Regions from separate parts of the Mus musculus genome. Here region 2 is linked to region 1. The links are chromatin contacts, called in public HiChIP or PLAC-seq maps. All regions are on one chromosome and are shown on one strand. The core of a region is the stretch at or near the end of the contact, and the rest is flanking DNA. Distances in the headings are between cores, read along the strand shown. Region 1 overlaps Nav1 (neuron navigator 1). Region 2 has its middle 15 kb from the start of Gpr37l1.

The links. HiChIP or PLAC-seq counts read pairs in DNA pulled down with a chosen protein or histone mark.
Region 2: a FOXA1 HiChIP or PLAC-seq map of pancreatic cancer cells shows a contact between it and region 1. The contact joins two enhancer-like sites. A contact is called at or near these places in 1 of 39 promoter capture datasets (hippocampal neurons), 1 of 15 datasets of contacts at CTCF or cohesin (the NIH/3T3 cell line), 2 of 484 Hi-C or Micro-C datasets (cardiomyocytes and myocytes), 2 of 115 datasets of contacts at active chromatin or transcription factors (bone marrow-derived dendritic cells and pancreatic cancer cells) and 2 of 9 other capture datasets (adipose tissue and liver).

Annotation. Positions count from the first base shown.
Region 1 is chr1:135,465,677-135,468,376 of GRCm38.p6, reverse strand. Nav1 (neuron navigator 1) reads left to right here. Exons shown (of 30, transcript NM_173437.2): 9 at 588-736; 10 at 2,368-2,538. Among named protein-coding and RNA genes, the nearest start is that of Mir1231, 12 kb to the right of the region's middle. Within about 2 kb of position 1,271, at least 94 of the 459 cell types and tissues checked have an H3K27ac peak or open chromatin away from gene starts, as enhancers often do. A contact at or near this core is called in pancreatic cancer cells, where this site is marked.
Region 2 is chr1:135,181,828-135,184,527 of GRCm38.p6, reverse strand. No RefSeq gene overlaps it. Among named protein-coding and RNA genes, the nearest start is that of Gpr37l1, 15 kb to the right of the region's middle. Within about 2 kb of position 1,352, at least 80 of the 459 cell types and tissues checked have an H3K27ac peak or open chromatin away from gene starts, as enhancers often do. A contact at or near this core is called in pancreatic cancer cells, where this site is marked.

The DNA of each region.
Region 1 (2,700 bases), core at 22-2,521:
GAGGAGGAGCAGAGAGTTCAGCAGGCCTTAGAAACCAAGTGAGCCACAGTGGGCCTAGCTGGAGCATCTGGGACCTCAAAGACTACCCCTAGTGGCACACTTCCTCCAACTTCACACCCACTCCAATAAGGCCACTCCTAATAGTGCTACTCCCTGTGAGCCTCTGGGGGGCCATTTACATTCAAACCACCACAGTTGTCCAAAGTTACCACAGCCCTATGAACTGCCTCGATGCAGTTCATCCCCTCACAGGGGACTTCTGAGACCACGCACATAGGCAAGGGACAGGGGGTGTGGATCCTCCACTGTCAGATACCACTGACTTGGATACATGGGGACATGTGTCACCTGCCTCCATGTGGCACCATAGAGCCCTGCTCTGTGGAGGAATTTCTAAAACCTCCATCCACCCTGTCCCCTTCAGGAGCTTTCAGGGGACAATCCTGGGTTGCCTCCGACCGATCCTCCTTTTCCTTGTCCCTCTTCCAAAGTCCCCTCCTACCCCTAGCTTAGCCATCCCTCACACAGCCAAACCTCTGATGTCACTTTGTAGCAGCTCAGACTGTGTCTCTTTGCTACTTCTTCAGGTACCAGCTTCAGTCCCAGGAGGAGACCAAGGAGAGGCGGCACTCCCACACTGCCGGTGGGCTTCCAGAATCCGACGACCAGGCAGAGCTGCCATCCCCCCCTGCTCTCTCCATGTCCTTGAGTGCAAAGGGCCAGCTTACCAACATAGGTCAGTATCTGCAGTCATTCACTGTGGCAAGAGATGAGGCGGGGCTCACCCTGCAGAGTGAGTGAGGCAGCAAAACAACTAGGCATTTTGGCTCCTGTTGTAGTGGGGTTGCTTCATGGTGCCTCAGTTTACCAACCCAAACTAAAGATGAAGGCAAAGTGTTCCAAGGTCTTAGACTAAAAGGTTGTCCCTGGACACAGCTATAGGGTCCTGATGGCATCAGAGGGTCTGAATGACAAGCAGGGCAATCCATACACTAAGACCCTGAGCTTAAGAAAGTCCATGACAGTACTGTCCCGGGCAGCTGCTGGGAGGGCAATACCAACCTATGGGTTTGGTGAGCTGAAGACAGACAAGGGTTGATTGTAGAGTGAAGTCTGTCACCAGAAAAGTCCAGCTCTACCAACTGCTCGGGCTGAGCCCAGGCTATCTCAGCCCTAAAGGCAGGCTGACTAAGACACGCCCTAGACACACCACACCCTCTTTAAAGCCTTTGGAGAGAAGGAAGTGGCTCTGTGACTCAGACGGGATGGGAAAACAGGCTACAGGAGGAGGGGCTGGCTCCAGCTCAGGCCCACACCAGCCCTGGTTCTGGGAAGCACTGTGCCATGACTGGTTTAATAGGAATCTCTTTAGACTAGGTCTGGAGTAGACCTGCCATTTGCTTGCTGTATCTCTTAAGTCCATCTCTCCTCTCAACTAAGGGGGGTAGGGAGGGGGGAAGCAGGTTTTGGGTTGGTTTTTGTTTTGTTTTGTTTTTTCCCCAAAGAGGACTTGTAACATCTTTCGATGCAGGGACTGTGGGGAATTTGAAGAAAACTAGGAATGGGGGTCCTTTATGCCTAAGGAAGAGTCATTTGGCTTCTGTGGGCTTATCAGCCTGTTTTCTGTCTCCATTAAAGGCCAAACAAGAATAAAAGCCATTCATGCTGTCGAATGAGGGACTGGGCTAAACAGTAACGATCTTACTAGTTCCTGAGGGCCAAGACAGAGGGGTGACTTCTTCTCCCCAGGTCTTTGTAGGCAGGGAGGGTGAACACCCACATACCTGCATGGAGGCAAGAGGTCCGACAGGGGAACACCACAGGCTCTGACCCCTGAAAGGCATCCATCTAGCAAGGGAAAGTGGGGTTGGCCTCTGTGGTTGACCCATTTCACAGGTGTGGATTCCGTAGCCTCTCTGAAGCCTGGTTTGTTTCCTCACTTGGATCTGAGTCTTGGTCTGAGTTCTCAGTCCACCCCTAAGACAGCTTGTGTTTTTGAGAACCGCACATCCCATTTTCATCAGCACATCCTGGTGATGTGAAGGTTTCGGGAAAGTGGCCAGGCCCCCAGCCTAACCTTCAAAAGCAACCACTCCAAGGCAGTCAAGCATTCAAGGAAGATCCTTAGTACAGACCATGGAGTCCTTCTCCATCAGGGCCCAACCTTCCCAGGAGGGGCCACTCCTAACCTCCAGCTGCTTGCACACCCCCACGGCCCCACCTACTGCTCCTTCCTCTCCTCCCTTCTTCCCGTTTGCCTTTCAATGACTCCTGCTCCGTCCCCACAAGGGACCAGAGAGCTGATGACCCTGCCTCTTTTCCTGCCTCCCCCTCCCACGCCCCTCCCCCTCCCCTCTGTCCTTCCAGTGAGTCCCACTGCGGCCACCACGCCAAGAATCACCCGATCCAACAGCATCCCCACCCACGAGGCGGCCTTCGAGCTGTACAGCGGCTCCCAAATGGGGAGCACCCTGTCCCTGGCCGAGAGACCCAAGGGAATGATTCGGTCAGGATCCTTCCGAGACCCCACGGATGATGGTGAGACTTCGTGCTAGCGCGGTTCACGCTCATTCCAGCTCTGCTGGGTCCCCTCACCCACCGCCACCTCCACTGCCACCACTGCCACCACCACACACATACATAGATTTCACAGGACATCAACTTGGGCCATTTCAGTTCTGTCTTCCCATAACTTTGAAG
Region 2 (2,700 bases), core at 103-2,602, 280 kb after region 1:
ATCTCATTTCATCTACACAACAGTCCATGGGTAGGTATTGTCAGTCCTGATTTACAGAAGCCATTCAGTGAGGACAGGCCCAGCCCAGATCTCACAGCTGATTGGTGAGGAACCAGGATAACCGATACCATGAATTCTCAAAATTCCACCACTTACACCACAATACTCTGTGCTGTCAGCAAATGCTCAGCCGAGGTTATTCACAACTCACCACTGCTAGAGAGCTGACTCAGTCACCCAGGGCAAGCGCTCCTGGGAGGTGGGTAGCAGAGGGTACCAGTAACCCTACAGTTGACAGACCTACCCCATCTGACTGCACTGTGCAGCTGCAAGAGGCAGAACTGGATCTTTCTTCCCACCTCCAAGGGATCCAGCCCTGTGATGTCATACTGCCGGGCAGGGCTTCCAGGGATTGCTGACGTCAGGAAACTGATCCACTCCACCCAGGAACTACTGTCGCTTGTCTGCATCTTAGCCATGAATGTAACTGCAGACCCTTACGAGTCCTCGTCCTGGCAGGACAGAGAAGATCTGTGGTTCCGGGATTTAAACTCATGGATGATTTTGGAGCCTCAAGACGGCTCTCTGTGTCTCTCGATAAGTCATTTGTCCTCTCTGGAAAACCTATAGGGGTGGTCAGACTCCTTCCTCAACAAGACAAATCGCCCAAAAGAGGTTGGAAGATCATTTTCCAAATGCCAGTTAGAGAGTGCCGGGAGCAGGGAGTGGGGGAGGCGGGTGTGTGTGTGTGTGTGTGTGTGTGTGTGTGTGTGTGTGTGTGTGTGTGTGTGTAGGTAGGACACCCAGTTGGTCCTGTTCTGTGTCCTCAGCTGTGTTGCTCCCCGCTGTGTCCTCTCCATCTCCACCCCCCTCTAGTCCCTGAGAGCTACAATGCACATGACTCACCCGGCTCTCTGCACCCAGTTTCAGCCTCACCCCACCCCTGCCCTTGGCTTTCCATTTGCTGTTTACTCCAGGGAGGGAGGCATAGGTGTGCCTGGTCACCTAACCCCAGAGGGGAGAGATACAGGATTCCAGGCTTGAGCCCCAGGACTCTGCTGGCTTCACTCCCACTGGTGATCTGGGGTAGGGATAGGGTTGAGTTTCTAGCAAGGTAAAGGGAGTGGGGAGAAAAAGGCTTCAAGTGGGCCCCACAGAGCCACCTAGCACTCTGGTCCATAGTCTCTGGTCTCCTCCCCCGCCCTTAGTCTTCCGGGGTCACCAGTGGTTTCAATTCTCCCCACCCCCACCTCCAGCATTGTTTGGTGGAGCAGCCCTGCCTAACCCTCACCCTGAGGACACCACACAGAGGTAAGGACACCCTGAAAGTGGTGGGAGCCAGCAAGGCTGCTGCTAGCTCTGAGGTGTGCAGGGCCAGGCCAGGCCAGGCCAGGCCACTCCCTGTGTTGAACTGGTACAGGGAGTAAAAGGTCACTGGTCCAGGACGCTGATAACCTTGTGTTGGGCTCAGAACATGATAACCCCAAGTATGGCATCTCAGCATGGTGCAGACTCTGGAGAAGTCCTGAAGGCTCCAAGTTAGCTCCTGCCTTTAGGTCTCCTAACCCTTTGTTCTCCCAAACTCAGTGATAAATGTTAGAAATCTTCCCCAAGGTAGATCTCAGACACTAGGCACCCTCTCCCCGAAAGTCACATAAAACTTAAAGAAAGCCGATCTCTTCTTTCTCCGCTAGAGACCCTGTGCCGAGGGGATTCCATGGCAGGAAGAGGACAGGCTACAGCGAGCACAGGAGGAATCTAAATGGGTGACCAGCTTTGCTGGGTCCACTTTTTCCAGCTCCATCCCTTTCCTGTGTCCAGACATATTTTTGCTCCAGCTGTTTGTTCTCCATCCTTCCTCAGCAGAGAGGATTTCCTTTCGGGGTCTTTGTCCTCTGAAGGCTCTGGGCTACGCGAAGCTCAAGCATTGTCTGGACACATGTGCTCTTCTGTCCTGACTTTTGTTGGTTCTGACCTAGGGAGTATGTGAGGAGAGGTGTCACACCTTTAACCTGCTTCAGATAGTGATGGAGAAGGGATGGGGGAGGGAGACTCCCTAGGACAGAGAGTGGTGACAGATACTGGACTGTGAACCTGGAAACTTGGCTCTAAGCCCTGACTTGGCTACCATTTCCCTTTGTGACACAAGGTTTGCCCATTAGCACATCTTGGTGTCACTGTATAAGCATCATCCACACAAGGCAGGGGCTCAGTCAGTCCAGGCTGCTTCCAGGGACCAACCTTCCCAAAGCCTCATCTATCCCTGCATCTCTTCTAGGGAGGAGACAAGAGACCCAGTTGGGTTGTGAAGTAAGGAAAGGGTCCCCAAACAACCCAGGAGTTCTACTCCAAATACCTAGGGGGACCTGCCCCTCCCCAGGCCCAGGCTCCAGACCACAGAACAGAAAACATAGGCAAGCAGGTGGAAAATTCCCTCTGGCTCTCTGCCCAGGCACCCTGGATTACAACTGTGCCAGCGCAGGCAGGCAAGAGCCGGGAGTCCAGGGTACCAAAAGATCGCCCAGCAGTTGCTTTGAGGCCTCGGTAGCTCAACTGTCTCCACTGTCCAGTCGCATAAATTATACTTTGCTCTGGTGGACAGAAGGTGTCCACCACAATTTGTTAAAATCTGTGTGCATCTCGGGAGTTGCTCCCCGAAGCTAAGATCATTGTTGTGCCTACTCTTCCTGGAACTCTGGT